Linked DNA regions of Mus musculus: all the other regions are linked to region 3. The links are chromatin contacts, called in public Hi-C, HiChIP or PLAC-seq, Micro-C and promoter capture Hi-C maps. All regions are on one chromosome and are shown on one strand. Each heading gives the region's core, a stretch centred on a gene start, on an enhancer-like site or on the middle of the called end of the contact. The rest is flanking DNA. Distances are from core to core; before and after follow the strand shown. Region 1 holds the start of Dnase2a (deoxyribonuclease II alpha). Region 2 holds the start of Il27ra (interleukin 27 receptor, alpha). Region 3 holds the start of Cacna1a (calcium channel, voltage-dependent, P/Q type, alpha 1A subunit). Region 4 holds the start of Samd1 (sterile alpha motif domain containing 1). Region 5 holds the start of Dcaf15 (DDB1 and CUL4 associated factor 15). Region 6 holds the start of Palm3 (paralemmin 3). Region 7 holds the start of Nacc1 (nucleus accumbens associated 1, BEN and BTB (POZ) domain containing).

Region 1 (3,097 bases), core at 238-2,737, 490 kb before region 3:
TTGTATTGTATATTACACATCCAGAAACCAACATTTGAACCTAGGTCTTGGCTGACTTCAAGCTTCCATCTCCGCCCCCACAGTGCTGAGGTCACAGATATGTATCACCCGCCCAACCCGTCTGCTGGCTGTTTACTGCTCATAGTTATTATTGTAATATGACTCCCAAAGACATCTGGGCTCTAAATGTGTTGCCCGCAGGCCTAGGGATACTAGGGACCCCCTTCTACAACGAAAGTGCCCTCCCCCCACCCCTCAACATCAAGGCTTACCATCTCCAAATTTTCCAAATTTGGCAAAGCTCTGGAAGGTGGCCCCAGCTTGGGAAGTGAGTATTACACTGCTATTCCAGGGCTCATGGAGGACATGTTGGTTCTTGATCACCGTCTCTAGGTCAGGTAATTTCTGAGCGAAGAAGCCTTCCAGCTTGTGGTCATAGACAAGGGGATAGGTGTAGGTTAGCTGCTTGCCTAGAAGACAAGGCGAGGGAGCCGTGTGAGACTGGTTCCTCAGAGGAGTTTGAGGCTTGGCTTCTCAGTGATTCAACTCACCAATCCTTGCAAACTGAGTGAACGGGAGGGACACACAGAGTAGGGTCTGGCCGAAGGTTTGAGCATTAGGAGGCCAGGTGTATGCACCAGAGGACGCAGGGGGTGGGAAGCGAGGCACACTGTGGACCAGCCAGAAGCCCCCTTCTTGGTCCAGGAGCAGGACACCTGAACCAGAAGGAAGAGGTCAAGCTAGCTCACCTGCAAGCAGGTACGGGGCCTCAGATGGCTGGGGTCTTAGAGCGGGAAACGGAGGCCAGTGACAGGGCAAATCCCCACCCTTCATCAGGCCAAAGGTTAGTAAGGGTAAAATTTACAATTCAGGGAGGCTCCACGACCACCAGTCCAAGCCTCTCACCCTTCGTATGCCCATGGCCGGTAGAGTCCCGAGCTGAGCTGGATTTAGGAGGTTGGTCGTTGTAGAGTAGAAAGGCCAGCTAGGAGAATGCACAGAGGCTATGTAACTACCCTCCCTTCCCCGCGAGACCCACCACAGTGTCCCGGCCCGGGTTCCGACGGCACTCAAGTCACCTGGCTGGAGTTCTTTCGGTACAATGGCTGCAAGCTGCGGCCCACGGCTCCCTCCGAGCTGTTGATGTACCCTACACCGTCTTGCCAACCGTCGGAGTTCTGGTCCATGTATTTATACGTCAGTCCCTTTGGAGTATCCCTAGACCCGCTGTGAGCCGGCAGCTTGTATACCACGAACCTGGAGGTCCGTGAAGACATGAGGTTGGGGGAGAGAAGGAATCTGAGGTTTTTTGGATTCCCGCGCCGGTCCCCAGGCAGTGTGCGGGGGACAGTCCCGCGACTACTTACTCACCAATCCACAGGCTGCCCGGAGTCCCCATAGCAGCTCAGGGCTTCGGCAGGGACCCACAGCAGCGCAGCCAGCAGCAGCGATCTCAGTGTTGCCATGAGGCGACAGCAATGGACTCTAAAAGACCCGGGGACAGCCGGGTCACGAGATTCAGATGAACTTCCCCTAAAAACCGAAGAGATCTGTGTCCCGGCTTCGCGAGGGTGGAGACGAAGCCCGCCAGGCCCAATACGGAGGCGGGGCTTCCTATGAAGTTGTCCCACAAGCGGACCCCGCCTCCTCCAATGTCCTCCCCGCCCCGTCCTCCCGCTTCTGGCCGACTCAGCTCCGGATAGGCTTCATCCGTGGACACGCCTCTCCCTTGGGCATTGGCTGTCACGTGACTTCTAAGGCGCTCCAAGTTCTGGGGCTTTTTTGTTTTGTTTTTTATTCAGGTTCTGAATTAGGAACAAATCTGTCTTTCTATTTCTTTTCCATTACTGCTCTACAACTCTTTTAACTTTTTGGATGGTCTTGCCTACATGTATGTTTGTGCATCACTTGTGTGCCTGGACCGGTCCAATTCTTTCCTTTCCCCCGTTCTGTTTTTTTAGACAGGATCTCATTATGTGCCCCTGGCTGGCCTGGAACTCCCTGATATCTGCCTGCCCCGGCCTCTGCTTCTGGAAGGCTTTTTAAAAGCATGCAGCAATTTGTTTTTAAAGATTTATTTATTTATTATATGTAAGTACACTGTAGTTGTCTTCAGATACACCAGAAGAGGGCATCAGATCTCATTACGGGTGGTTGTGAGCCACCATGTGGTTGCTGGGATTTGAACTTCAGACCTTCGGAAGAGCAGTCGGGTGCTCTTACCCACTGAGCCATCTCACCAGCCCGCATGCAGCAATTTTAAAGAATGCAGCAATTTTAAAGCTTGCAACAATGCAACAATTTTTCCTGGTCCCCTCCCCCCCCTTCTCTGACCTCTTAACACTGTGGCTTACCCTTGAACTCCTGATCTTCCTGTCTTTACCGTCCAAGTGTTCAAATCACAGGGGTGCTCATGCACGTCGTACGTACGTGTAAATGCACGAGCACATGGCACAGCATGCAAGTGGAGGACAGGACAGTGTGTGGGAGCTTCTCCTTTCACCAGATGGGATTTGGAGGTCAAACTCAGGGCAGCGAGCTTGAGAGCAAGCACCCTTAAAGGCTGAGTCATCTTATCGGCCCTTCTCTTTTTTTTAAGACAGGATCTCATTGTAGCTCAGGTTAGCCTGGAACTCTCAACTTTTGCTCAGCTTCCTGAAGGATGCTGGGATTATAAATATGAGCCAGTCTCCAGCTTTTACCTTTTTTTAAATGTGTATCTGTGTGTGTGTGCCTATGCCAGTTTGCATGTATCAGATGTAGGCTGTGCAGACACCCATAAGTGTTAGATCCCAGGAGTTGGAGTTACAGGTGCTGGGACCTGAATGCCATGTGCTCGTGCATTTACACGTACGTACGACGTGCATGAGCACCCCTGTGATTTGAACACTTGGACGGTAAAGACAGGAAGATCAGGAGTTCAAGGGTAAGCCACAGTGTTAATAGGTAAGCACTATGCGGGTGCTGGGACCTGAAGTCAGGGCCTCTGCAAAAGGTGCTTATAACCACTGAACCATCTCTCCAGCCACCACCACACCTTCCCTCCTGCTTTTGTTTTTTTTAGCAAGCTCTCACTCTGTGGCCCGGGCTAACCTAT
Region 2 (2,767 bases), core at 174-2,673, 370 kb after region 3:
AAAGAGAGATGTGTGGGTGGTGAATGATGGACAGACAGATGGATGCATGCGCAGGTTAGGAGTGTGCCTGCCTCAAAACAGTAGCTCTATGGCTAAATGGCTGTGTCCTCACACAAGCCTGATGAGGAGCCAGGGTCCCAATTAGTGAATAGTAAGTAGGTGGCAACAGCAGCAAACTCAGTAGCTGTCACTGAGAGGCTGGAAGAAGTGAATTCGGTAAAGCAAACAAGACGGTCAATAAATGATCAGTGTTCACTTGAGTGCTCCTCATGTATCCCATAGTATTGTGCTTTTGCGGGCATCCAGTCTGATACTCCTGACAAAGCCAAAAAAAAAAAAAGTAGAAGTTATTATTATCTCCCCTCCCCCTCCCCTGCTTTGTGGAAAAGAAAACTGAGCCTAGGAGGGAGACGGAAGTAATGTCATTTACTATTCTGATTTAGGGAGCCTAGCTCCCAAATGCATATTTTCATCTACGCCGTCCACATTAAATAAAGAATCGCATGAACTCAGTGACAGGAAAGTCCAGCTTAGCACTGAAACTGACAACAGAGCCAGCATTTGAACCCTCGAGGGGATGAAATCAAACTCAGAACCGCAACCTTGATCCTCCAGACTGGAGATGTAAGTGGGCTAAGCCCTGATTCTTCCTCTTTGCTTTTGCAGGGGACTTCTTCGCTGATGGAGAAGCCAATACAGACCACCTGGCCAGCGAGCTGGATGAAGCGGTGGGCTCCAGCGAGTGGCTGGCCCTAACCAAATCCCCCCAGGCTTTCTACGGTGGTCGAGCCAGCTGGCAAGGGTCACCTGGAGTGGTTCGGGGCAGCAGAGATGTGTTGGCTGGCCTTTCCAGCAGTTGCTGCGAGTGGGGCTGTAGCAAGAGCCAAATTAGCAGCTTGTGCTAGGATCAGGGTTGAGCAATGGAGAAGCGGGCCGTGCCTGCAAGCTGCTGTCAGCTGTGCGATGTTCAAGAGCATTCCTACAGGCGAGGCACCAAGGGGTCCACTGTCTCCTTACAGACCCTCTGCCAAGATGCATACACTACTTGCCAACCTTTCCCCACCTTGCTGCCGGCCCCTCCTCTATCCAGCCAAACAGAAACTTGTTTTTCATGGCTGAGTTCTTCCGTGCCACAACCTCACCCCCAGCAGCCCAGCAGCAACCAGATGCCCATCTTCTTAAACTGGCTACACTAGAGTCTGCCCCACCTCCACCCTCAGTCCGGCCCTAATTGTCGCCACTGTCCCTGGCTAACCTCCCCCCCACCCCAAAACAGAGCCCCTGGTCCTCAGTACTCAGACTTCCTCACCACATAAAATAAAGGTTCAGTTCTGAGCATTTGCACGCGTGCGTATCATTGCTGGGGGTGGGCGGATTTGGGGACTTCCCGCCAGGGGCGGGGTGGCTTCCTTCCCGCAGGCTGTAAGCCCCAAGCCTGGTGGTGTCACTTGTCCCTGGGAGCCATGAACCGGCTCCGGGTTGCACGCCTCACGCCGTTGGAGCTTCTGCTGTCGCTGATGTCGCTGCTGCTCGGGACGCGGCCCCACGGTGAGCAGCTTCGTGAGTGGCTGGCTCGGGGTCACAGTTGTAGGGCATCGGGAACTGGGCGACAACAGGATGTAGCAGGTCGGAAAGGGGCCCGGGACTCCCTCTGCGCCATCCCAGCACGTGCCAGGCCCTGCGCTCCGGTACTGCACTACCACTGTACCAGAGGATGGACGCATCCACAGTCCAGCAAGTTCAGGCCCCGGGGAACTTGACCACGGTCCTCTCGGCTCTCTGCGCCCCTGCAGGCAGTCCAGGTCCACTGCAGTGCTACAGCGTCGGTCCCCTGGGAATCCTGAACTGCTCCTGGGAACCTTTGGGCGACCTGGAGACTCCACCTGTGCTGTATCACCAGAGTCAGAAATAGTGAGTACCCTGGAGTGGTCTAGGGGAAACTGAGGACGGAAAGTGGTCACTCAGATTTCAAGCGAATTTTGTTAAGAGGATCACCGCCCGCCCCTCAGTCCGGCTACTGAGAATTCGGTCCACACTCTCACAACCCTCAGGCTAGCCCACTCATTCCCTTATGGCATAACTCAGGTCTGACCACTTTCCCTCTCTCAACCCCCACCCCCACCCCCACAGTAATGACGGCACAGGCCTGCCATGATTGATTCTGCCCATCAGCACGGTAGGCACATGGCAAAGAAAAACTGCTGAGCACTAGAAAGCAGGTTAATATCGTTGTTGTACGACATCGGGCAGGTAACTTGAATTTCTGAGTTCACTCTAAGCAGCATGGTGACACACACCTGCAAACACAGCTCTTGGAAGATGGAGGCAAGAAAATCAGGAGTTCAAGAGCGACCTCAGCTTCACAACAAGTTTGAGATCAGCGTGGGCTGTAAGAAACTGTCTCAAAAAAAAAAAAAAGTCAGTGTAGCGCTTGTAATCACAACAACAATAGCTGGTTCTGGTATGGTTTGGGGTTCAGGGTCCAGGGGAGAGTGTATCTGGAAACTTCATTTCAATTGCGCTAAGTAAAGGACAAAGAAAAAGCACCTTGGGAGGAGCCCCGGGGAACAGCATGTTTTCTGAGACAGGGTCTTACCCTGTGAAGCTGGCCTCTAACAATCCTGCTTTCGTCTCCTGTGTGCTGGGATGACAGCTGTGAACTGTCGGGTGTAAACTGTCAGTCACCCGGCCCACTGTTGAGTTCTTTCAGAAAGTAGGTGTACTGCATACATTTTAAAGAAGAACAGAGAGGTTAAGTCACTCTCCT
Region 3 (2,750 bases), core at 107-2,606:
TCATACTGAAACAACACACCTCAAATCTTCCCAGGCCATGGGCCTCACCAGATGGATGGCATTATGTTTCTTTACACCCCAAAAAATAACGCTGAAGGGGTTCTGATCTGTGACAGGAGAGAATGGAAGTTGCACACAGGGCTTCTGATGATGTGTCCCTCAAACCACTAAAAAAAAAAAAACCAGTCCCCAGATGCAGCTGGTGGCCCACCCAGAGCCACTAACTGAGGGATGGCTTCTCTACGGCCAGGCCACATGGTATCCTATACCCTAGGCCTGAGGATCCCACCTTGGGTGGAAGGCCAGGGTTGAGAGATCGGGGTACTATTCCGAAGGATTTGAGGGAGACATGTATGGGTTCTCTTACCCTGTAACCCAAATCGTCCAAGCACTGGCCCAGCTAGGGCTCCATCAGAAGTCAGACCCCATCAGAAGAGCCCCCATCAGTGTCCCCGCGCGACCCGACCCAGGATCCAGACCTTCGGTCTTCACAAGGAACCACTCACTCCCCCAGTCCCAAGCCTCCTAACTACTCGCAGGCTCACTCTGCAGCGGCAGCCCAGCAGGCCTGGAGGCTGCCTCCCTCAGCTACCGGGCCCCCATCTCCAGCCCCTATCCGCCGAGAAGCCCCCCAGCTCCCATCAGCCCCCAGGTCTCTTTCCCAGCCCCGCAGAGGAAAAAAGAGGAGGAGGAAAAGGAGGAGGAGGAGGAAGAAGAAGAGGAGGAAGAAGAGGAGGAGGGGAGGCGCAGCCGCTCGGGCTGGGGCAAAAGGATATGGCCATTCAGTGATCTTTTTGGCGTATTTTCTCACCACGTTGTCTTCACTGAAGAGGAACAGGGAGCGGTTGACCGTGAGGCAGTTCTGGCGGACAGGGATGGGGTTGTAGAGGGCCATGGTCCGCGCTCTCTGCGCCATCGACTGCTTGTACATCCTCTGCGCTCCGGGCTGCCCGCCCTGCCGGCTGCCCCCGGCTCCTCGGCCGCCCGCGGCGCCCACGACCACCCCGGCGGCCGGCCCTGAGCCTCCTCCGCCTGCGCCGTAGCGGCCCGGCATCTCGTCTCCAAAGCGGGCCATTCTGCAAAGAGCAAAGGGCCTCGGGTTACGCGGCGGCTGCTGTTGCTGCGGCGAGCGCTGCGGAAGCCACGGCCACCGCCACCACCACCACCACCACCGCCGCCGCTGCTCAGGCTGGCCGGGCTGTGGGGACGGCGGCTGCACCTGCGACTGCGGAGACGCTCCACGGCCCAGCCCATCGGGCGGCGGCGCCCGGCCTCAGCTCGGGGGGCTCACGAGCGGGACGGCCCGGCCGAGCCGGGGAGCGCGGCTCGGGACATGCCGGCAGAGGCGGTGACCCCGGGCGGGAGGAGGGGTGCGGGGGAGGGCGCGGGGGCGGGGCGCGGGGGAGGGGCGCGGCAAAAATAACCGGGGACGCGATCCAGGCGATCCCCGGCCACCCACTCCGGAGAAGAAGAAAAAAAATTTTTTTCAGTTAAAAAAAAATCAGTTAAAAAAAATAGTGTAAAAAGATCAGCTTTTTTTTTTTTTAAAGCAACGCTCCAATGCACACCCCCTTTAAAACGCGAAGTCTAAACGAAGGACGTCCCCCCTCCCTTGGACGCAGAGACTGGCTTCAAATTCCTCCGAGGTCCGGGTCAGCTTGGCATCTTGCTAAAGGCGTGGGCTCGGCCCATTAGTAAAAAAATAAAATAAAATAAAAAGAAAAGAATTAAATAACAAAAAAACAAAACCAGGTCTTTGCTATAGGAAGAGGGTGGCAGCGAAGGATTTGTCCGTCTGTTTTGCTGACTTTCCTAGACCTGGAAAGAATAGAAAATTCCTGAAAACGCTGCAGCCCCTCCCCCAAATTCAACCCGACTGGAGAGCAGAGGGCGGAGGAGCGGGGCGCAGGGGCGCGGCGGGGCTCGGAGGCTTCAGGGAGCCGCTGGTCCCCGGCTTTGAAAAAAAGCCGATCTGTTTTCCTCCTGATTCAGCAGCCGCCGGCTCCTCTGCGCGCGGAAGCGTGTGTGCGCGCAGCCAGGCGCGGCGCAGCCTCGGCCGGGGGGAAATTGCAGCAGCGCAGTCTTGAAAATTCCCCACGGGGGGAAGGAGGCGAGAGAGCGAGCGAACGAGCGAGGGAGGGCGGTGCGCGCCGCTCGGCAGAGGTTCGGGCTGCGGCAGAGCCTGGCAGCATCCCACCCCCGGGTGCCTCCCTCCCTTCCCCCCAGCTCCGCTGAAAGAAGAGGTGCGGGGTGCGAGGAGGGAGCTGCCCGGCCGGGAGCCGGGGCTAGATCGCGGCCCTGCGCCCTAGAGCAAGACCCACCCGGCGACACGCGCAACCAATCACCAGCGCGAGAGCAGGCGCGGCCAGGCGCGCAGGGGGAAGTCGGGACAGAGTCCTCCGGCACAAGGGACCTTGCTTGCCACCCGAGGTCCGCGTCGCTGCCTAGAACGAGGCGTGCCCAACAGGAAGGAAGAAACTTAAAAGACCAGAGGGTTTGGTCTGGAGACTTGGTGCGGGTGGCCGACGCTGAACAAATGTGGGTCTGTTGAGCAGAAGACAGTTTTTATGAGCTAGAAGAATGGTTTGGGGCACTTCTAGGAAGGCTGTGGGTCCCAGGGGGCCAATCCAAGCTAATGTATAGGAGATCCTGGTGGCAGCCCCCGTGTGAGCTCCCAGGAGCAGACCACTCACTGAGACCTAGGGTGTTAGGCGGGGGCTGCTGGCCTAGCTCGGTTTGGCCCCTGCTCT
Region 4 (3,155 bases), core at 541-3,040, 420 kb after region 3:
AGGGCAGTCAGGCTAGGGATCACAGCTCCCTGCTCAGCACTGCCCCAATCCAGAGGGGGCCTTACCTGATCCCCCTTCTTTATTCACAGCTGTCATCGGGAACACCTGCCGTGTGCAGCTGCCAGGTGCTGGTCCCCGTCCTTCATCCTGGCCCTGGTAGGGTCCACAGGGCGACCACTCCTTGACCCTCTCCTTAGCACTCTGAGGGCCCCGCTCTCCATTAATCTGATGGTGCTGAGCACCTGCGGGGCGGTCACTCTCGGGCACTTCTGAGCCCTCAGATACATTGTCCTCCTCCTCCTCCTCCTCGTCTTCATCCTCATCTTCCTCTTCTTTCTCAAACACCCGTTCTTCTCCACCTCTCTGGGGCCAGAGAAAGAAGCAGGCAGAGTTAGAGCTCTTCTAGTCCCAGATGAAATCCAGTGTCCGACGCCACCTTTGACAACAACACGGAGTAACTTTTACGCTGTGCTGTCGTTTCCGTGCCAGGTTCTGGGTTAATAAAGCCCTCAATAGCCAAGTCTTACTAAACTCGTTCAACTACCCCCAGGGGTCGCTACTGTCAGCAATCCACGTTTACAGCCGAGGAAACTGAGGCTCCCGCAGATCAGATCACTGACCAAGACCACCGCGTTCGGAGTCCACGGGGACCGTGGGCGAATCCCGGCCACCTGACGTCCCGCTCCCTCCCGGGACTCTGGTCCCCGCCAACTTCGCCCGCACCTGCCCGGTGCGCTCACCTTGCTCCGCGCCGCGCGTGCGCTAGCGGCCGGCGGCGCCCGTCCCGGCCTGTCTCCGCGGGGTAGCGCGAGCGCTCCCAGGCGGGTGCGCTCCAGACGGCCTCGCGCCGCTTCCTCTTCCAGCAGCCCCTGCACGCGGCCGCGAGTGAGGCGGCCGCTGGCGCCGCCACTGCCCCCGAGGTAGCGCACGACTTCCCGCAGGCTCACGGGCCGCGCCGGGCCGCCCGCCCGCGCCGCGCCCCCCTCCGGCGGCGGCTGTGGCTGCGGCGGTGGCGGCTGCTGCTGCTGTGGCGGCGCCGGCGGCTCCCGGGCGGCGACGGCGGGCGGCGGTGCACGGCGCGGGCCGGCTGGGGGCGCCGCGGCCGGGGGCGCGGCGGGCGCTGGTGGCGGCGCGGCCAGGGGCGCGGCCCGCTGCGCCCGGGGACCCGGCTGCGCGGGGCCGGGAGAAGGGGGCGCTGTGGCGGCGGCCGCGCGGGGCGCCCGGGTCGGGGCGGCGACGGGCGCGGGCGGCGGGGCGGGCGTGGGCGGCGGCGCGGCGGGGCCCCCGCGGGGGACGCGCGGCGGGGCGGGTGGGGTGGCTCCGCGGCGGGGCGGCTGGACGCGCGCCGCGTTGCGGTACGAGATGCTCCCCTTGTAGCTGACCCGGAGCACGGCGCGCTGCTGGATCAGTTTCTCGAGCTCCGCGCGCGTGCGCTCCGGCTCCGGGCCGTGCCGCCGCCGCACCATCCGGCAGATGCGCTCCAGGTCCGGCCGCGCCTTGCGCGAGCGCAGCGAGTCGATGGTGTCCAGAATCCACTCTTGGTAGTGCGGGGAAGCGGCGGACGACGAGGCGGCGGCCGCCGTGGTGGCGGCCGCCGCCGTCTCCGGCGGGGGTAGGGCCGGGGGCCCCGCCATGCCTCCCGCCCGGCCCGGCTGCACGGTGCGCGCTGCCTCCCTCCCAGCGCGGCGCCCCCTCCCCGCTCCCCTCCCTCCGCCGCTGCCCGCCTCCTCCGCCTCCCCCCGGGGGGCGCAGCGCCTCGGCGGAGCGGCGGCGGCGCTGCTGTTTCTTCGCAAAAAAAAAAAAAAAAAAAAAAAAAAAAAAGCGAGAGAGAGGAGAGCGCGCGAGAGAGACAGAAAAAAAAATAGTGAGAGAGAAAGAAAAGAGGAAAAAAATATGCACACACTCACTCACTCGCACGCACGCACACAACAGCCCCGCTTCTGCTGGGCGCGCGCGGGGCCGGGGATGCGAGGAGGGAGGAGGGGAGCGCGGCGCGGCCGGCCCCTCCCCGCCGCCGCCGCACGCGCGCCCTGCGCCCGGGACACTCCGGCCCCCCTTCCTGCTCGCCCTCCCCCGCTGCCCGCCTTCCTCGCTCCCTCCCACCCCCACGCGCCCGCTTTTAAGGTGGAGCCCGGGCCCCCGCCCGCCCCGTGTACCCGTCGCTCTAGCTCACTCCGGCTCGCTCCGGCCCCCCCTTACAACTCCCGCGCGCTTTTTAAGGAGGCGCCGCGGAGTTGGCGCCGGAGCGGGGGCGGGGAGCGCGGCGGGCGGGGGAGGGGGAGGGGAGCCCAGGGGGGAGGGGACAGGGGCGGGCGGGGCGCGCGGGCGGCGTTCGGCCGCCCTCCAGCCATTGGGCGCGGGACCCAGACGTCCTCGGCGCCCAGCCCCCTCTCCACGCCTCTCCGCGCTCAGCGCTCTCGGGACCGCACTTACCGGGAACTAGCCGCGCCGCGGCCGGACGCGCCTCGCTCCTGGGAAGCCGCGGAGACCTCACCAGCGGCCCTGCCGCGCCTACATGAGGGCTTGGGGGCGCGCGGGGCTCCCCTTTTCTCCTACCCTGCTAATCCTGCTGCTGTTTGGCCGAACCGGTCCGAGTGGCCCTCTCCAGTGCCCTCTCTGTCCCGGACTAGACCGAAGTAGGGGTGGGAGCAGATTTGAGGGCCCCGAACTCAGGGTCAAAGGACAGTTTGCCCACCCCACCCCTCCTTTCTCTGGCCAGGCGGAGGAAGTACAGGAATTCCAGCCAAACCTGGTTTCTCCAAGGTCCCGAGGCCGGGGTCTCCAGAACCTGGACATTGAGGTTCGAAATTCCCTTTCCAACACCCCAAGGGTGTGATCGAAGTCGGGAAAACCAGCGACACTTTTATTTTAAAACAAAACTTTATTGGTAATAGTTTTCAAATATGTTTACAACAGCACACTGTTCAAGAGGAAGTCTCATCCTTCGAAGCACACAGGTTGAACGACCCCCTCGTCCACCCGGGGCCCCCACCCAGGCCTGAGAGCTCCTCCTTTTTGGGAGAAGTTACGAGAGGGATAAACACAGGGATAAATGGGGTAATTTCCCCAGCAGCTCCCCACCTTTCTATTGAGAGAAAAAGCACAATCAGACTTGGGGTTGCAGTGAGTGGGGACGCACGGCAAGAGGTGATGGA
Region 5 (2,894 bases), core at 169-2,668, 310 kb after region 3:
TCATGGGCAAAATCTCATCTGTACACTGTGCGCGCGCACACACATACACACAAACACACACACACACACACACACACACACACACACACACACACACACACACACTGCCTCCTTGCTCTTCCTTTCCCTCCTGCTCTGGGTCCACTAGTCTATGATTCAGCTGAGGCTGGGTCTGCACATGCATGGTCATATTTTCTCCTCATGCTGGGGGGAGGGGGGCTGCTAGTGAGCCCTCCAGTCTTTGCATAAAGAAGAGATCACCTAGTAAGTCTCTCAGCAGTGTCCCCATCACTAATCCATACATCATGGCAGGTTAGTCTTGAACCTCTCCAGAAACCTTTGTCTTTGCTGGAATATTCCTCCTCCCCCGCTTCACAAAGCTACTTTGCATCCAACTGCCTTTCTACCCATACCTGGAATTCAAGGACAGGTACTCATTTCCTTGTTTATGACCTGTCCTGTTAGCTGGGTTCTCAATAAACCGAATGTGGCTGTAAAAAGAGCAGCCAGCAGTCTGGGTACACAAGTGCCATGTCTTCAGGGGAGTTCACTTTATGCCTGTTCCACGTGTAAAATAAAGGACCATTGCAGAGATTGAGTGAATGTAGGCAAAACTGGTGCATGAAGCTGTCATGTCCCGTAATATTTATTACCATTATTAATTAGTATGATAGGCTTAACAGGCCTTCCACAGGAGGTGCAAACTCAGAACCACGCCTGACCCATGGAAATTAATTTTTTTAAAAACAGCATGATATCTGTCTGATGCTATCATCGTCATCGTCGTCCGGAAGATGCTTTGTTTTGTTTCTTTGTTTGTTTTTCTGAGACAAGAGTCTCTCTGTGTAGCCCTGGCTATCCTAGAACTCACTCAGGCTGGCCTCAAACTCAAAGAGATCCACTTGCCTCTGCCTCGTAAGTGCTGGAAAGGCGTGAACCATCACGCCCGGCCTGGAAGATGTTTTAAAACGAGCCATTTTTTTCCCCACCGCCTTTTCCTGGTCTCCTCCCTAGCTGCCCAGGGATGCTCCTCAGGCCTCGGCCCTCCCAGCCTGAGCCAGAGCCAGGGCTGGAGATTCTGGCCCTTATGGACCACAGGTTCCCATAGCCCCGCCCACAGGCCGCTGGACGGCCAGTGGTTTCCACGGAAACCCACTCAGGGGCGTGACAATGTCAAGCCTGACAGAAATCTTCGCCTATTCAGTTGAAGTTTTTTGGCCGAGGAGCGCCAAAGTGGTTTCTGAGTGGTTTATCTTTAATGAAGGGCGGGAATAAGGCGGGAGCTGTTACCATCTTTACCAACCAAAAACCAAGATAGCTTTGATGGACAAGCGTAGCGGGAAGCGACAAGGAATGCCGGCTGTCACCCAACCGGCCGGCCGCAGTAAGGAGAAAAGGCCAATCAGAAAGTGCCAGGGGCGGGGCTAAGGGACCGGTTGCTCCGGAAGTGGAGGGAGGGGGTGAAAATGGCGCCCAGCTCGAAATCGGAGCGGAACAGCGGGGCCGGGAGCGCCGGCGGAGGCCCTGGGGGGACCGGGGGGAAGCGGGCGGTGGGGCGGCGGCGGGAACACGTTCTCAAGCAGCTGGAGCGAGTCAAGGTGAGGCCTGGCGTCTGAGGCGAGCGCGCCCGGTTGTGAGGAGGAGGGGACGCGGGAGGCGGCGGAGGGAGGGCGGCGCGGCGAGGTGGGGGGCGGGGCCGGGAGGGGGCTGGGCGGGCCGGGCGGTGGGGATGGGGATGGGTTTGGCGGTGTGGAGGCTGGTGCTGAGGCGCGGGCTGGGCTGGCGAAGGTTGGTGACTTGTGTGCAGCCAGTGAGGCGGGTCACCTGCAGGGGGCCTTGAATGAAGGCTGCTAGGCGAGATCAGTGAAGAAGGAAGGGGCTTGGGTGGCGGAGGCCGGGGAGAATCATGGAGGAAAGACCGGGGATGGAGGCTGATGGGCGGGTTACTGTAGAAGCTGTCCGAGGAATCTGGAGGAAGGGGAGACCTTGGTTTAGACCGATTTTTCAAAGCACTGCCCCTTGTTGGAGCTACCCCCCCAAACCCCTGAAGAGCCCCTGCTACCGACAATGGGCAGCCTCTGTTGGATGCTCCCTGTCTGTCCAAGCTCTGACCATCTCTATATCTAGTGCTTGTACCTAGGTCTGCCTCACTCATTGAATGGAGGAATGTTTCCAGAGTAGGGCCAGGTCTTCTCAAAGTGGAAGCCACTTAGGGCTCTGTCTCCCTTGTCAGAGGACACCTGAAAGGACAGGGATGTGAATAATGTTAGGTGGGCAGCTGTGGAGCAAGATTGTCTATGTGCACAGGAAGTTGGGAACTGGGTAAGGGCGAACTGTGCTTTTTCCTGGTGCTCCCTAAGCAAGGCTGTGGCTCTGCCCTTAGCCTAGACACTCCCTGGGCAAGGGTTATATCCTCTCAGGAAGGCTTGTCTGACAAAGCCATTCCCTTCATGGGTCGAGATGAACTAGGGGCAAGGTGCCAGGCCTTCTTTCCCACTAGATGGCTATCTTTTGAAGGCGGGCCAGAATAGCTCCCCAGTGGTCAGCTTTATGCCTGTTTCCTCAGATCCTTCCTTGGTGATGTTTTAGGGTGTGACAGTTGATTGGCAGTTAATTAAGAAAGGGGTTTTCTTAATAATGGATTGGAGCATTGGGAATACTGGGAGCTTTTGGTTCGGAGGCTCTATAGGTATAGGCTCTTGCCACCAAACCTAATAATGTGTGAGATCCCCAGGAGCCACGCAGTGAGAGGACATAGAGACTCCTGCAAGCTGTCCTCGCCTCTACTGTGAGTTGTAGTCTGCACAGTAACTACATTATCAAGAGAGAGATGGGTCCCCTTGTGGGCTAATTGGGAGCAGGCAGATAAATGCATGGCCCCACATCCTAGTCTC
Region 6 (3,061 bases), core at 205-2,704, 390 kb after region 3:
CACACACACTTGTACTCTCACACCCTTGCACACACTCTAGCATGCACATACACTCTTAACACTCATACATCCACACACACACAAACATGTGCACACATACTTATACCTTCACACCTTTGCAAACACTCTCAGATGACACACACACTCACAGAGGACACACACAACACATGTACTCACACACTTTCATACACACACACATACACTCATACACATACACATGCATGCACCCACACCTCTCATATGTACACACACACATTCACAGAAGACATACAAACATGCAACCACACACTCTTATATACACACAGTTACATCCACAGAACACACACATCTACCCACACACATTCACACTCACAGTTATCACTCTTCTACACATTCACTCACACACACACAAATGCATTCACACACACACACACACACACACACACACACAGCATGAGATTGTCTGAAGTCAGGAGGGTGAATGAGGACACGAAGGACTTCTCCCTCAGTGTTGGCAACACACAGTGCAGGGTTCAGGGGCTCTAAGGACCTTCATTTGGATACACATAGGAGGCCAGAGACCCTCCTAGAGGAGGGGATTTCGACTAGGGCAAGGGCTGAAGGTTGCCTGACAGATGTCCCTAGGGAAGTCTAGACTCCTGTTCATCACTCTGTCCTTGGGGGAGGGCTGAAGTCCCCCTCAGCTGTCCCACTCCTAAGATGCTATCTCCCTAACTCTTCCTTGGGGGGGGGGAGGATCGGGTTCCCATTGCTAAGCAACCAGGTTTGTACTTGGTGAATAATGCAATGGAGGGCACAGAGAGTAAAGGACAGAATTGGGGTCCATACTGGAGGGAAGCCCTCTTTCTAGAAGTTTCTATAATCTCTTGGAACCCCTCTACCCATCATTCCCTAACTAAGGGTGGATAATCCCATACTAGGCAAAAGCTGGCGACTGAACCAAACCTCTCTCACTTTGAAAGAGCCTCAGCTAAGGTGAACTCCCCACACGTCGCTCATCTCTTAACTCCAAGGTCGTGCCTCAGCCATAATCGAGTTGCTGCTGACAAGGAGCGGAGGGGTGGCCATTGTTGCCTAAGACTTTGCCAATCTTTGGAGGTTGGGGCGCGCCTTTCTCCCTGGAATCTCTAGCATTTCCTCGCTGCATTCTTGAGAGGGTTGGTGACCAGGATTACACTTGGATGCACATTCTTGGATCCTGACACCCTTTGTCCCCTAACTCTGCAGTAGGCCTAGCTCTCTAGAGGCTTGGCTCTGAATGGGTCCCAGGTTTGGCCACCACGTCCCCTCGTGCTCCCCTCGGCTCCTTAGAAAGGCCAACTGGGGCTCTTAGGCCAGGCCGGTGCCCCCTACCCCAGCCTTTCCACCCCGCCCTCCCGCCCCCACCCCAGACACTTACGTGGGTGTGGCCGGAGACAACACCGGGGTCTGCAGAGCCATCACTGCCCAGCAGAGGTGTGAGCCAAAGGCCCCAGACTGGGCCTTGGTTGATGGGAGGGGGCTGTGGGGCGGAGCAGGAGAGCAGGTCCAGCTGGTTTGGGCGGGAGGCGCGGCCCGGTTGGGGCTGGGGCAGTGCTGGGGAGCGCTATCAACTTCTCAGGATGAATTATTTACCAGCCTCCGGCCTCCACGCTGCGCTAGGCTGCCTCCCAGTTCATATACACGCAGCCACGCCGGTGCTCCAGCAGGTGGGGGACAGCAGCCAAGCACTGACCCGCGGCCGCTGGGGAACACGCGCCTGCGTTGGGCACTCACACAGGAAAGTTTTACTAAAAGCCCAGAGTCATTGGCTCTCCCTTCTAGGACCTTGGAGCATGCTGTAGGGAGAGCTCTCTGACCCGGCTTTCGGAGACCATGGCAACCAAGAAGCCCAGGATGTGGGTCACTGTGGACAATTTGCCTCAGGTTTCAAGGCTTCAGTTTGCCCCGCTGGGAAATGGGAGAATAACTTCAATTGGCCTGCAGGTCAGAAGACCCTGTTGTGCTATTTAATGTTTAAGGGTGGGGGTAGAAATAAACGATAGGGAAATGGCCTCCAATTCACTACCGAGGATGTCTTTCCTTTGAACTCTGTCATTACAGACCTCCACAACCAGACCAGGTTTGATCTTTGTCTTGAAAGAGATCAGCCCTTGTCTGTCTCAGCTAGGTGCTTCAGAGGACCTTGCTCTGAGCAAGGACCCCTTCCCCCACCACACCGAGTGGTAAACTTACCCACATCTAGGCCTCTCCTCTCCTGACCGCTTCAGGGCTCCATGGGCCACTTTTGGCACGTAAAGTTGAGTGTCTCTCCTGGAAGCACAGGCTCCACCATACTGGATTGGGGCTGTCCTCAAGGGCTGGAATGGCCTATGTTCCACAGTCTAGTACAGACTCTTAAGAATCTAAAGATTTGCCTGGCGGTGGTGGCGCATGCCTTTGATCCCAGCACTTAGGAGGCAGAGGTAGGTGGATTTCTGAGTTCCAGGCCAGCCTGGAATACAGAGTGAGTTCCAGGACAGTTAAGGCTATACAGAAAAACCCTGTCTCAACAAAAACAGAGCCAAATATATATACATATATATATGAAGGTTTGATTGAACCTGAATCAAGTAGGTCACCTGACTTGGAATCCCACTTCCAGGAAGGTTCAGGTAGGAGAATGGCAAGGTTAAGCCTCCCTTGGGTTACAAAGTGAGTTAAAAACCAGTCTAGGAAACTTAGTAATAAATTGTCTAGAACTAAGTGGGTGGGGAATGGGGTGTTGGACATGTGGTTTTGTGGTAGAGAGCTTGCTTGGCATACATAAGGCCCTAGATTCAATCCCTAGAACGGGGGCGGGGGAAGTTGAATTTAAGCTTCTAGATTATTCTGAAAACATATTTCTACGACAAGAGGACATATATGTGTGCATATATGAATACATATTTGTATGTGTGCTGGAGTTGAACCTGGTAGGCAGGTCCTCAGCACTGAGCCACACCCCTGCCCTGTTTAATGTCTATACCCACGTGTCCTAGTCCTGTGCACACGGACGCAATTGCTGGTGTCAGTCACCACCGTATTTGCTGAGATAGGGCCT
Region 7 (3,155 bases), core at 480-2,979, 270 kb before region 3:
AGAGCTGCATTCTGGGGCGGGGGTGGCCTCTATATCTATAAAGTAGAAACTAAAATCCGGTGGCCTCCATAACATCCTGCGTTCTCGAGGGCACTGGACCCAACAGAGGCTAAGGCCCGCGGCTCAGATTTCCCAACACACACACCCGGACAAACTTCTCTCTTCGGCTCAGGTTTCCCACCACACCCACACACCCACCCACCCACCCACCCACCCGGACAAGCGTCTCCCTTCCGCTCACAGGATCCAACGAGTCACGGTGCATGCTTCTCGCATTAGGGCCTGGGAGCCGCCATGTTGGCAAAGAGGGCGGGCCAATCACATGACAATAACTGACCAATTAGAGACATTACCTACAGTGGGCGACCAGGGTCAAGACTCTTCTAGGGAAGGAAGTGCGCAGGCTACACTACACCAGTGATTCTTAATAATACAACTCTTCTACAAGGGAGTTTCACTAGTTTAATTCAGGGCAAAAAGCGGAGGCACTCTGCACCTTTAGATGTCTTCTGTGTGCACCTTGTAGGTTAACTCAGGCTCTAGAATAGTATTCACTGTCTTTGAATCTCAGTCCCACCACGTACTCTGGGCAAGTTAATTAAAATGTAAGGCTCCTATTTCCCTTACCTGTTAAATAGGAATCTTAGCTGTCAAGGGCAAAGATTAAATAACCGAATGCCTGGGAAGTGTGCAAAGGAGCCACTCAGACTGAGTGTTGGCCTAATGTATGCATCAGGAAAATATGGAGATCCGGGATGTGAGAGTTATCTTAGCTTGCCTTGCTATATGTTATCTGTTAATTGGGGGTAGAGGGCACTCTTAATCCAGGTTGTCCTGGAGTTATATAGCCCAGGGCAGATTAGAGTTTCCTGCCTCAGTCTCTCATATGGTGAGATTTCAGGCATTTCTACCAGGCCCAACGGTACTTATTTTGTTTCAAAATTTTATTTTTTTGTTATTTTTGTGTATGTGTGCAGTTGTGTGTAAGTCCTCAAAGAGCAAAAAGGTGATAGTTTCTAGAACTGTAGCCATCTGACATGACTGCTGGGAACTGAACTCTATTCAACAAGAGCAGTACACACTCTTAATTTTTTTGAGACAGGGTTTCTCTGTGTAGCCCTGGCTGTCCTGGAACTCACTCTGTAGACCAGGCTGGCCTCGAACTCAGAAATCCTGCCTCTGCCTTCCAAGTGCTGGGATTAAAGGTGTGTGCCACCATTGCCCGGCCAGTAGACACTCTTAATCCAGTCCGCACTCTTCTGTTCTTGACTCTGCTACCCATCCAAAAAGTAGTCAGGCCTCTCTAACATTAGTTATAAGACGTATAATTATCTGAGTTAGTGCAAAATGCTAACAGAACTTCACATCGCATAAGCATCCTGAGTTTTCACTTTATTAACCTCTTGAACCTAAGTTTAAATCTTCGTATTCACTTTCCTGTGATCTTGATAGTTTACTCAGCTCAGCTCCATGAAACCTCATTTCCACAAAGAGCCTAAACTGTTCCTGGAACAACAGTTGTTCTCATTTTACAAGAAACTGAAGCTCCAAGATACAGAGCAACCTGTCCCGCAGTCACTCAACTTAGCCCGTCTACAGAACCGAGACCCGGGAGGAAAGAGGAGCTGGTGAGAACCGAAGCGCTCGAAGCGCGGCTAAGCTTGCCTAAGGGGCGGGGCCGAGGCAGTTTTCCTCCCTGCCGGCAGCGCCGTGCGCTTCCTCGGCGCTCGGCTGGGGCGGCCTGGCCCACAATGAATGGCCGCCGCGGCTACCACTGCTGCTGAGGCGGAGGCCGCGGAGGCCGCAGAGGCGGAGGCCGAGGCCGAGGCGCAGGGAGGCGCGCCCCGGGCCCAGGCCCGGCCCCAGCTGCCGCTGCGGAGCCCGCCGGGAGGCCCCGGAGCGCGGCCACAGCGCAGGTGAGATGGCCCGCCCCAGGCCCAATTCCGGCCTCCTCCCGCCCGGGGCGGCCCGAGGACATCAGAGGTTCCGGCGGAGGGCCGAGAGGCGAGGCCTCCGGGCGCCCTGCTGCGAACCAGAAGCCGAGCCCGCGGCGCTGACAGCGGCGGGAGGGCAAGAGTGAGATGGCCGAATCTCAGCTGGCGGCCTACAGCGTCCAGCCCGCGGGCCCGGCCCGCAGGGCTTGAAGGCCGCTCGGGGGAGGCGCGGGTCGCGGGATCCTTGAAGTCTCAGGGCCGGAGGGGGTAATCGCGTGGAGCCGGCAGGCGAGGCTGGAGGGGGGAGGGGAGGCCTCGGGCTGGCGGGGGGTGGGAGGGCGGAGGGCTGCGCCGCCCGAGGGAAAAGGCCTGGAGGGGTGCGGGAGGGCCGGAGCTTGCAGGTAGAGGGCGCTGGGGAAGGGGGTGGGCGGGTCAGGTTACAGGCCTTGGGGGGAGGTGAGGAAAAGCCCGGGAAGTTAGACTTGGGGGGGGGTGGGCGGAGCTTGCTCGAGTGGGGGCGGATTGGAGAGAGCCCTAAGATATTTGCAGGGGGTCGCACGAGGTCAGAGACTAGAGATGTGCGGGTAAACTCCGACGGGAGGGCATCAGGTAAGGCTGGGCGTGTTGGGAGTTTGCAGGCGGCCCAGGGCCTATGGTTTAGGATGTGGGGAGCAGGTTAGGAAAACCTGGTGTGAGCTAAGGGATCTGCCCCCCCCACACACACACATCTCCGTATGTTTGCTTAGGGTCAGAACCGGGGGGGGGGGGTTCCTCTTTCCCACGCCTCTTCTCTGACACCTTGGCCAACTGCTAACAAGGACAGGCCAGCGGCTGGATGGGAGTTAGCGTGGGCTGCACCGGATACCTAGTTCAAACATCTTGTTTTCGGTGTGTATGGCCCCTACTCAACCCACCGCCCTACCCCACCCACTATGGAGGCAGCCCAGCAGACATTACCTGATTATTCTAGAGTCCTGAAATCGTTCTCAGCCTTCTGGCGCCGGAACCTGGGGGCTCCAGTCTAGAAGATGAGCCCTCACAGCGTTGCAATACGCCCTAGCTTTCCAGGCCCAACCTGCTGCCTGGGCCTGAATTCTGTCTCCTCCTGGGAGATAAAATATTCTGTCGCCTCCTGGGATGGTGACTGCCTGAAGCTCTGTTGTGTCTTTGAGACAAAACAGGTACCTACACATCCTGACTTGTGCCTGGGGGAGGGAGAAG

Evidence for each region. Hi-C and Micro-C count contacts between places; a contact is called where the count stands out from the background. HiChIP or PLAC-seq counts read pairs in DNA pulled down with a chosen protein or histone mark. Capture Hi-C pulls out chosen DNA fragments and counts their contacts.
Region 1: a contact with region 3 is called in a promoter capture Hi-C map of pancreatic islet. The contact joins the promoter of Dnase2a here to the promoter of Cacna1a in region 3. A contact is called at or near these places in 1 of 115 datasets of contacts at active chromatin or transcription factors (bone marrow-derived macrophages) and 1 of 9 other capture datasets (pancreatic islet).
Region 2: a contact with region 3 is called in an H3K4me3 HiChIP or PLAC-seq map of stem cell-derived neural progenitor cells, with 2.7 times the contacts expected there. The contact joins the promoter of Il27ra here to the promoter of Cacna1a in region 3. A contact is called at or near these places in 7 of 39 promoter capture datasets (HPC-7-derived erythroid cells, the SN4741 cell line, cranial neural crest and 4 more) and 2 of 115 datasets of contacts at active chromatin or transcription factors (embryonic stem cells and stem cell-derived neural progenitor cells).
Region 4: a Micro-C map of embryonic stem cells shows a contact between it and region 3, with 2.2 times the contacts expected there. The contact joins the promoter of Samd1 here to the promoter of Cacna1a in region 3. A contact is called at or near these places in 1 of 39 promoter capture datasets (hippocampal neurons), 2 of 484 Hi-C or Micro-C datasets (both in embryonic stem cells) and 1 of 115 datasets of contacts at active chromatin or transcription factors (embryonic stem cells).
Region 5: a Micro-C map of embryonic stem cells shows a contact between it and region 3, with 2.4 times the contacts expected there. The contact joins the promoter of Dcaf15 here to the promoter of Cacna1a in region 3. A contact is called at or near these places in 1 of 39 promoter capture datasets (hippocampal neurons) and 1 of 484 Hi-C or Micro-C datasets (embryonic stem cells).
Region 6: a Hi-C map of embryonic stem cells shows a contact between it and region 3, with 2.8 times the contacts expected there. The contact joins the promoter of Palm3 here to the promoter of Cacna1a in region 3. A contact is called at or near these places in 4 of 39 promoter capture datasets (the 3T3-L1 cell line, hippocampal neurons, liver and 1 more), 1 of 484 Hi-C or Micro-C datasets (embryonic stem cells) and 1 of 115 datasets of contacts at active chromatin or transcription factors (embryonic stem cells).
Region 7: a contact with region 3 is called in a promoter capture Hi-C map of adipose tissue. The contact joins the promoter of Nacc1 here to the promoter of Cacna1a in region 3. A contact is called at or near these places in 1 of 484 Hi-C or Micro-C datasets (embryonic stem cells), 1 of 115 datasets of contacts at active chromatin or transcription factors (embryonic stem cells) and 1 of 9 other capture datasets (adipose tissue).

What each region holds. Positions count from the first base shown.
Region 1 is chr8:84,907,145-84,910,241 of GRCm38.p6, reverse strand. Dnase2a (deoxyribonuclease II alpha) reads right to left here and starts at 1,487. Exons shown (of 6, transcript NM_010062.4): 1 at 1,372-1,487; 2 at 1,080-1,257; 3 at 907-985; 4 at 552-716; 5 at 273-470. The coding sequence starts at 1,466.
Region 2 is chr8:84,041,231-84,043,997 of GRCm38.p6, reverse strand. Il27ra (interleukin 27 receptor, alpha) reads left to right here and starts at 1,423. Exons shown (of 14, transcript NM_016671.3): 1 at 1,423-1,548; 2 at 1,794-1,911. The coding sequence starts at 1,464. Rln3 (relaxin 3) reads left to right here. Exons shown (of 2, transcript NM_173184.1): 2 at 667-931. The coding sequence ends at 905.
Region 3 is chr8:84,413,970-84,416,719 of GRCm38.p6, reverse strand. Cacna1a (calcium channel, voltage-dependent, P/Q type, alpha 1A subunit) reads right to left here and starts at 1,356. Exons shown (of 47, transcript NM_007578.3): 1 at 777-1,356. The coding sequence starts at 1,075.
Region 4 is chr8:83,996,151-83,999,305 of GRCm38.p6, reverse strand. It overlaps Samd1 (sterile alpha motif domain containing 1), which reads right to left and starts at 1,790. Exons shown (of 5, transcript NM_001081415.2): 1 at 741-1,790; 2 at 66-363. The coding sequence starts at 1,634. It overlaps Prkaca (protein kinase, cAMP dependent, catalytic, alpha), which reads right to left. Exons shown (of 10, transcript NM_008854.5): 10 at 2,862-3,155.
Region 5 is chr8:84,103,321-84,106,214 of GRCm38.p6, reverse strand. Dcaf15 (DDB1 and CUL4 associated factor 15) reads left to right here and starts at 1,418. Exons shown (of 13, transcript NM_001357322.1): 1 at 1,418-1,598. The coding sequence starts at 1,467.
Region 6 is chr8:84,019,867-84,022,927 of GRCm38.p6, reverse strand. Palm3 (paralemmin 3) reads right to left here and starts at 1,454. Exons shown (of 7, transcript NM_028877.1): 1 at 1,400-1,454. The coding sequence starts at 1,440.
Region 7 is chr8:84,686,436-84,689,590 of GRCm38.p6, reverse strand. It overlaps Nacc1 (nucleus accumbens associated 1, BEN and BTB (POZ) domain containing), which reads left to right and starts at 1,729. Exons shown (of 6, transcript NM_025788.3): 1 at 1,729-1,916. It overlaps Trmt1 (tRNA methyltransferase 1), which reads right to left and starts at 344. Exons shown (of 17, transcript NM_001164559.1): 1 at 242-344.